Regions from separate parts of the Sus scrofa genome. Here region 1 is linked to region 2. The links are chromatin contacts, called in public HiChIP or PLAC-seq maps. All regions are on one chromosome and are shown on one strand. Each heading gives the region's core, a stretch centred on a gene start, on an enhancer-like site or on the middle of the called end of the contact. The rest is flanking DNA. Distances are from core to core; before and after follow the strand shown.

What was found. HiChIP or PLAC-seq counts read pairs in DNA pulled down with a chosen protein or histone mark.
Region 1: a contact with region 2 is called in an H3K27ac HiChIP or PLAC-seq map of skeletal muscle. The contact joins two enhancer-like sites. A contact is called at or near these places in 1 of 47 Hi-C or Micro-C datasets (embryonic fibroblasts) and 1 of 2 datasets of contacts at active chromatin or transcription factors (skeletal muscle).

The regions. Positions count from the first base shown.
Region 1 is chr13:73,252,608-73,256,714 of Sscrofa11.1, forward strand. CHCHD6 (MICOS complex subunit MIC25) reads right to left here. Exons shown (of 10, transcript XM_021069811.1): 1 at 2,235-4,107. The coding sequence starts at 2,321. Among named protein-coding and RNA genes, the nearest start is that of CHCHD6, 8.3 kb to the right of the region's middle. Within about 2 kb of position 2,099, at least 71 of the 83 cell types and tissues checked have an H3K27ac peak or open chromatin away from gene starts, as enhancers often do. A contact at or near this core is called in skeletal muscle, where this site is marked.
Region 2 is chr13:72,721,048-72,724,920 of Sscrofa11.1, forward strand. No RefSeq gene overlaps it. Among named protein-coding and RNA genes, the nearest start is that of TPRA1, 61 kb to the left of the region's middle. Within about 2 kb of position 2,039, at least 5 of the 83 cell types and tissues checked have an H3K27ac peak or open chromatin away from gene starts, as enhancers often do. A contact at or near this core is called in skeletal muscle, where this site is marked.

The DNA of each region.
Region 1 (4,107 bases), core at 849-3,348, 530 kb after region 2:
GAATATTTAACCTAAAAGGAAAAAAAAGGAGCTCCTGATGTGACTCAGCAGGTTAAGAGATCAATGTTGTCTCTCTGAAGATTCAGATTCAATCCTTGGCCTCACTCAGTGGGTCAAGGATCCAGCCTTGCTGCAAGCTGCAGGTAGGTGGCAGATGCAGCTGGGATCCAGTGTTGCTGTGGCTGTGGTATAAGTTGGAGCTCCAATTCAACCCCTTGCTTGGGAACTTTCATATGCCACAGGTGCGGCCATTAAAAGGAAAAAAAAAATTTAACCTTCTCTGAAGTAGCAGGCAAATGCTCTGTTGTGGCATCTACCTTCTATTAAATGAACTTCTCCTTTGGTTCATTCAATGATCTTGTCCAGCAATTTTTTACTTGCTTGCTTTAAGGCAAGGTGGACTCCCCAAATCTCAAGCCACTTTGCAGAAAAATCTTCACACCAACTCTGAATTGCCATCACCTCCTCTCTCTGGTCTCCCTCTCTGAAGCCAGGGTCAGGAGTGGACAGAAGGAACAGAGGAAAGAGAAGGAAGAAAGCAAAGGGCTCTCATAGCATGGGGCCATGCCCCCAACTGTACGCCTCTGGACAAGGCACTTATAGTCTCTGATGGGTCTGCCCAAAGCTCCCTCTTGTTTTAACAGTCTTGATAGAACCTGCGCCCTATCAGGACAGCTAGGAGCTGTTACACAACCTTCACATTGCCTTGCATATGGGAGGGGGCTTGTAGTAGTGAGAAAAGGATGTTTCTTGTACCCAAATGATTAAAGTCCCAAAAGTAACACCTTGGACATGTTCCTTAATGTCGCTAAGCCTAAGTCTCCATTTTAAAAGAGAATTCAGTCTTTGCAGAACTGCTAAGACCTAGAAACAAAATGCCCATCTGATATAAGACCCAAAAAAGATGATGTTCCTTTAATTTAGGGGACATCCCCTTAGAAAACTGTGACTGACTGAATTTTCCAACATTCCCCAATGTAGGTGACAACAGTGGGAGAGGGCCCAGAGAACCTTTCTATATTCTGATTCAGCTACTGCCTCTCACCTTCCAATACAGACATTTTCTCCTCATTCTGTCTTTGCAACGAGCCAGATCAAGACTAGATAACACCTAGCAAGCACTAAATAGGCTACGCTAAGAGGCCCCCACAAACACTCTGCACTTTTCCTAAACATGTCCACATACATCGTCTTACCCTAGGTTGCACCTGGATTATATAGCCTCCTCTCATTTTTTAAAAGATGTGGTGATTGAGACTCAAAAGATAAGTTGTTCATCCCAGGTCACACAACTAATGAGCATCTATCCGGAAGTCAGACTTCCTAATGTCCTTTTCTGAGCCACCTCCATAATCAACTAATTCACCTAAGCTCCGTACCTGCTTCACTGGGTTCATCCATTTAATCATTTAGCAATGGTTTACAAAGCACCAGCCTTGTGCCAGGCACAGATGCAGGAAGCAGGGCACCGAACCAACAGGACACTGAGTCAGCGGAGCTCGAACCCAGCTCGCCAGCTTGTTGCTCAGGTGACCTTGGCTAAGTACCTCAGTGCCTGGTTCTCAACCCATAAAATGAGCAAACCGAATCCTACTTCTAAAGGGCTGTTGAGAATTAAATGAAAAGATCCCCACTAAGCACTCGGATGTGAGCTGCTTTTATTCTTCCTCTAGACTCTGGGGATAGGGTTTGGAGTCAGGCAAGAGCCTTGGAGCTTACCCAGCAGCGGGAAACACAACAGGAAAGTCAAGTATCAATAGAAGTTTCTCATCGTGATGAGCCCTCGGACAAAAACAACTGTGAAACCGCGGGGATGGGAGTGGGGGGCGGCCACTTTAGACTGAATGGTCAGGGAAAGATACTGAGGTGACATCTGAGCTCCCACAAGAACGCACGAGCCGACACAGCCCGTGCGGAGGTCGTGTGCCCAACAGACCCGCAACCCAAGGGGCAAGAAGGCCCTGAGGCCAGTGAACAGGGGCGGGAGAGGGGAAGGGGGAAACTGGCACGGGAAGCTGTGGGAGAGGTAAGCGGCTCGTCGTCCTCGTACAGGCGTGGCGTCCCCGGGCAGCGAGGGCATCGAATCCGGGTCCCGACAACAGGCCCCGCCCCGGCGTCCGCTCCTCCTCCCACCTGGCAGCGGCCGAGCCTGCGGGCGCGCTCCGAGGTCGCGTCCCTCTCGCCGCTGAGGAACGCCCGGCGCCTCCACGCCCGCCCTCCGGCCGCCCGCTCACCCGGATGCCCTGCAGCACCCGGACCCGCTCCTCCTCGTCCATCCCGAAAGACGCCCTGCGGCCCTCGCTGCTTTCCGCGCTGCCCATGGCGGGAGGCGGCTCTGGCGCGCCGGCTCTTCCGGACGGCGCCACCTGCCAACAACGCAGCGTCCCATTGGGCGCGGCCGCCGGGCTCAGCCAATCGCGGGCGGGCCGCAAGGCATTGTGGCGGTTGTAGTCTGGCGGCGGCGCCGGCTGGACCAGGCGCAGGAGCCGGGAATGTGCGTGGTCGGACCGCGGGTTGGGAGGCCTGCTGACGAGCCGAGCGGAGGGGGCAAGGACAGCGCCGAACCGGCCGAGGCGCTGCAGGTTCGTCAGCAAACCGTGCGGAGCAGCCGGGGAGCGCTGACCGGCCGAGGACACCCGGGATGGAGGGAATGGTGAACAGTCGGCGAGCGGCCTGTTGAGGAGCCTCCTGGACGCCGAGGAAAACGGCGGCGTCTCGCTGCCCGGCGAGAAGCTGGCGGGAGGCGCTTGCTTTACCTTCGGAGCTGGAGCTCCGTCTCTGGGGGAGAATAGCCCGCGATGTGAGGGAAGGACTGTGCTGGGCCCCCGGTCAAGGGCCCGGCAAGAAGGGCTCCGCTTGGCGGAGGGAGGAGCAGCCCAGCGCTGCCGGAGAGCGGAAGGGGCAGAGCCGCGGGCCTGGTGAGCGGCTCCAGTGCTTCCTAAAGGCCCACGGAGGACAGCGCGTGGTCCTAGGCTTACGGACACTCAGGCGGCTCCGAGTGCCCTGAACGAAGTGCCCTGCCCTCAGCCGTGCCCTGAACGAAGCCCATTTGTTCTCTGAGCTGCCGACTGGCTTTGATTCGCCAAAGTGGGCCTGGGGCCGAGTTGGGATCATGAACTGGGAAACAGCCGACTGCTCCAAGAAAAGAATCATTTGGAGCCTTTTAGAACTTGGACGCAGGGGTAAGGAGAACAGTGTGGAAGAGAGAGAGAGACGCTTCGAGATGACCACAGCTTGGCCTTGGACGTGGGGTAGGGGCGCTAGGGGGGTTATGAGCAAAGACATCAGCTGGTTTCCTTCAGGATACTTTAATTTGCAAATCTCTCTCCATCCCTTCATCTGTTTCTTCACTATAAGCAGAGGCTGAGGTGGGGATTGTGGTGCAAGAGGTTTATGGGGGGGATGCTTCAGGAGAAAGCGAAGATGTCAAGAGCTGGTAGTGGCTTCAAGTCACCCCCACGGCTCTCAGAGCACAAATTACGTCCAGAATTGGTCCTGCTGGGAGGCAAGGGGCTGACCTTCTGTCCCCCGCAGCAGATGGTCATTAGCACCCTCAGGGAAGAGGGCATACGTGAGCTCTTGGCAGCCAGGAGATGGCCTCACCAGCTGGTGAAAAACCTGAAAGGGGCACTTTCAGCATCCACCACATGTTCCACACTTTTCCAAGGTCTCCTGAACACCCTGTGACTGAAAAAGGGGGTTATAAAAAACGAGGAAAGGGATGGATTTATTTCTGAGTCAGATGATGAAGCAAGTAACCACTGAACTAAATGAGTAAGACAAGAGTCTGAGCCACAGGTGACTCTGAGGCTGTGTGGCCCCCCACCCCCACCACGTGCAGATGCCGGTAGAGAATGGGACTCCCACAGGACTGAAAGTGGGGGGCACACCGACCCCAGCAGAGCTCATGACCACCCAGTAAATTGCGAATTCCTACATCACAGAGAAAACTGAAGTGCAAACAGGTGAAGAGAATGTGACATTATGAATCAAAAGGTGAGGATTTTAATAAAGGCAGTAGTGAGGAAAGGAAGGGAAGAGAAATTCATGGTTTGAGCACCTGTTGCCAGGCTCAACCTGGCACGACCAATTCATTTTGCCCTGGAA
Region 2 (3,873 bases), core at 789-3,288:
AAGTGTGAGAACACAATGGAGGAGGTACCAGCATGTTGGTTCTACAGCTGAGGAAGACTGAGGGCCAGAGAGCTTAAAAGTGGGGGCAAGGCCAGTCAGCCAGCCTCTCAGCCCAGGTACTTTCCCCAGGAAAGGGCCAGAGGGCTCCAGGCTCCAGCCAGGGGACTCTGCTCCGGACGGTAGGAGCACTGAACTGCCCCTACTCTGCTGGGCTGTGCATGACTCCATACCTGAGAAGCCTTCTTTGCAGTTTGGGTGAAAGGTGACACACTGTCAGCTGGGGTTCCTGAAAAGCAGATGTCAAGATGATGGAGTTGGAATTGTAAGGAGTTTCTTGCTGGGAACGCCTGTGGAAAACAGGGAAAGGGAACAGAGGTGGGTGGGAAGCCCCAGCCTTGGAGCAGGTCTGAGCCTTCTGGAAAGAGAGAGGGAAGGAGGGAGGCCAGGAAGGACGAGCCCTGGCTCAAAGCACAGCTCCCAGAGGGTGTGGCTGGCACTGCGGGGAATTCCTGGTGGATGTCCCTGGAGGCGCCCTGCCTTGAGCAGAAACAGCCAAACCCAGCACCAATCCACGTTTGGTTTTGGCTAATGGAGAAGGTGGCCCCAGCCTCCTGGAGCCAGAAAGAACTAAAGAAGTGCTGGTGTGAGTCCTTGGGTATTTGGGGGAAAGCATCACAGACAGGGGCACAGCACGTGCAAAGGTCTTGAGGCTGGGACGTGCCTGGCATTTTTCCTGGAATGGCAGGGAGACACTGTGACAGGGGCAGTGGTGAGGGTGGAGGACTGGCCACCAGGACAGAGAGCTGATGGGGGTCAGGTCATGCAGGGCCGTCTAAGTCATAGGAAGACCTCAGCTTTTCCTTGGGGTAATGTGGGGCCATTTGGGTTTTGGTGGAGGGATGGTGAGCTCTGCCTTGCATTTTAAAATGTTCACTGTGGCTACTGGGCTAAGTGGTGACTGAAGGGGCTTCCAGGGCAGAAGTGGGGGATGCAGCCAGGAGGCTCTTGCAATAATGCAGGAGAGAGCAAATGGGGGCTTGTCCAGGTGGTGGCAGTGGGCGTGGGCAGAGGGACCGCCTTCAGGTTAAGGTACATCAGAACCGTTCAGTGTGAAGATTCAGCTCCTCACTGCGTGAGGCTGTGATGTTTGCCTGTTGTGTTGCTAAACGGAAATTTGCAGGCTGACTCTACACTCCCTTGCTCCCTGACTGGTCCAGTGCACACCCTGTTCCATTTTTTTCTGCCTAAGCTGCCTTGTTGACCAAACTGTTAGCGGTTTGTCCCTTCCACTAGAGCAACTCCAGGAAGATGTGGCCCTAGTCAGATTTGTTCATGGCTGTGTCTGCAGAGCTTGGACCCGGACTGACTGCTGAATGGTCAAGTGTACCTGCCAACAGTCTACCTGTGCTCAGAAGGGAATGGGGCAGCCCTGCGGGGCCGTGTTATCTGACCTGGGCCAAGAGCGCAATGGGGTTTTGGCTGGGAGCAGGAGGGAAGGGGGCCGGCATAGGCTTCACCTTTTGGAGCCATGCAAAAAGGGTCCCTTCATGGTGGCAAACTCAGGAGACCATGTGGACTCAGGGGCTGGTGGGAGCCACAGGGAGTGGGGCAGGGGTGGGGTGCAGACATGTGGGAGTTGGGGCCTGTCCATAGGACCTCCCGCCAAATTTTTATACCAGCAAATGCGCTGAGGCTGAACAGCTGCTGTCCTGTGCTTGCTGGTGGGGGCCCTGATGCCTTTTCAGTGTAGGGAGCAGCCCTGGGTGGCATACCCACCCTTCAGGCCCCAGACCAACCCTGCAGGGCCCAACTCATCACACCAGCAGATACGGAGTCAGACACAGAGGGTGAGAGCTCGCTGGGGTTGTAGGGGCAGGTGGGCCTAGCTGGGATTTGAGCTGAGAGCTGTCTGGGTTAAGAAGCAATCTCCACCTACTTACAGTGGCTTTGTTCCAAGAGGCTGTGGAGGCATGGCCAGGGCTGGCGCTCTGGCCCTTGGACAACAGCCTTGGTTGCAGCACTTGGCGCCCATGTCTCACAACTCAGCAGCCGCAGATGGCTGCTCAGTGGGGCTGTGCCCACCGTCCTGGCTACTGAGGGACAGATCTCCAGCCTCAGAGAAGGGTCTCTGCAGGCCCCTTGTCCAGGACAAGGGCCCCAGCAGGCGGCACTTGCAAATACAGCAGCCCTGCAGGGCAGGCAGCGCCCCAGATGGCCGCATGCTGAGATGCAGGAGGAATGCACGGCTTTTGTTCTCGATGAACCAGCTGCTGTGTGGAGGCCACATGGGCCTGGGGCATCAGCCAGCCTTGGACCTCCTTCCCAGTCCTGAGCCACCTTCAGCAAGTTGCTACCCTCTCTGGGCCCCCATGTCTTCTCTGTGGAATAAGGGAGGAGTCTGGCAGCAAGGCCCTGAGAGGAGCTCCTGGCACTGACATTCGGACACCATCTCACACTTGTGCTGGTTTCACTGGTCCTCCTGAACATATACATAAATATTCCTTTTGCTACCACATCAGGGTGAACAGCAACACTTGGCAATTAGTGCATTTTCCCCCCAAGACTCAACTCTTCCCAAAGTTCTGAGCACCTGATCCCCTCTGAATAGGGGCTGTCAGGAGGGGCTCTATGGCTCCCACGGAAATGCACAGATGTTATCATTAAAGAGATGTCAGCCTTGATGGGTGGCAGGGGAGGAGGGGATGTGATAGTGAGGGTGGAGAAGGCGGGGCAGGGCCCAGTGGGAGGTGAGCACAGCCAGAGCAGTGTCCTCATGGCACGGAGAGCTTGGTGTCAGCATTGCAGCCAGAGGACACTGCTGCTAATAATGGTAACAAGGCTAAGGTCAGCACCTGGCAGTTTACCGGGCACTTCTTGAACCTTTCTCGGCATCTCACCATCTTTCAGAAAGGCAGATTTTATTAATCCCATCTTGCAGGTGGAAAAACTGAGACCAAAGGTCAGAGTTTTTATTTTGGCTACAATCCAATATGTACACCAGAGACTGATGAACTTCCTGACCCAGGTTGAGCCCAGTAAACTGCAGGCGAGTCATTCCCAGGCCTAGGGTGGATGGACTTCGGGAGGGCAGATGGCCCAGAGTACCATCAGGCCTTAGGGGAGGAGGCCCTGAGGGGTGGCTGGGGGACCCTGGCCTGTCCAGGATCAACCCAGGAAGCAGGTGTGTGAACCCAGGGAGCCCAGGCGCTCCCCATTCTCAGTGGGTCCTGTGTGTCCAGGTTGGGGGGGTAGTGGTGCTCCATGCTAGTCGATGCTTTTCCCCACTGTCACATGCTTTGCTCCTCCTGCCACCTCGGGTGGGTCTGGGTGGACCTGCCATCTGCCTGCAGCCGGTCCCCGAGGGGCTGGCCATCTGAGTCACCTGGACTGACCTGGACTCCCTGTGTCAGCTTGGCAGCAGGTTCCCTTGCTCTTACCTCATCTGCACCTGCTGGCTTCTGGACAAGGAGTGGGATCACGTGGTCCAGGAGGAGCTCGGCACAGGTAAGCTTCTTTCTCTTCTCTCTGACTCTGGCCTCTGCAGTCAGGCTGGTTGGCTCCCCTCCTCCCCCATCGTGTGCTCCCCCTCTGACAGGCACCTCATTAGCAGAATCTCTGTAAATAACGCCAACCAGTTAGAGTTACAACAAGGTAGCTCATTAAAGCACTCAGCTTGTCTCACTTCCCAATTAGTGTTTCTGCAGTGCAGCCACCAGGGCTGCCTGTGACAGGGCGCCCTTGGCTCGTCATGGGGCCGAAGGGCCTCCATCATGCCAGGGAGCAGCATGGGCAGCCTCAGGACTTGAGAAGCTGGCACACCTCTCCCACCCTGAGGTGCTGCCTCTGGGGTTGGCCTCTAAGAGAACTAACAGG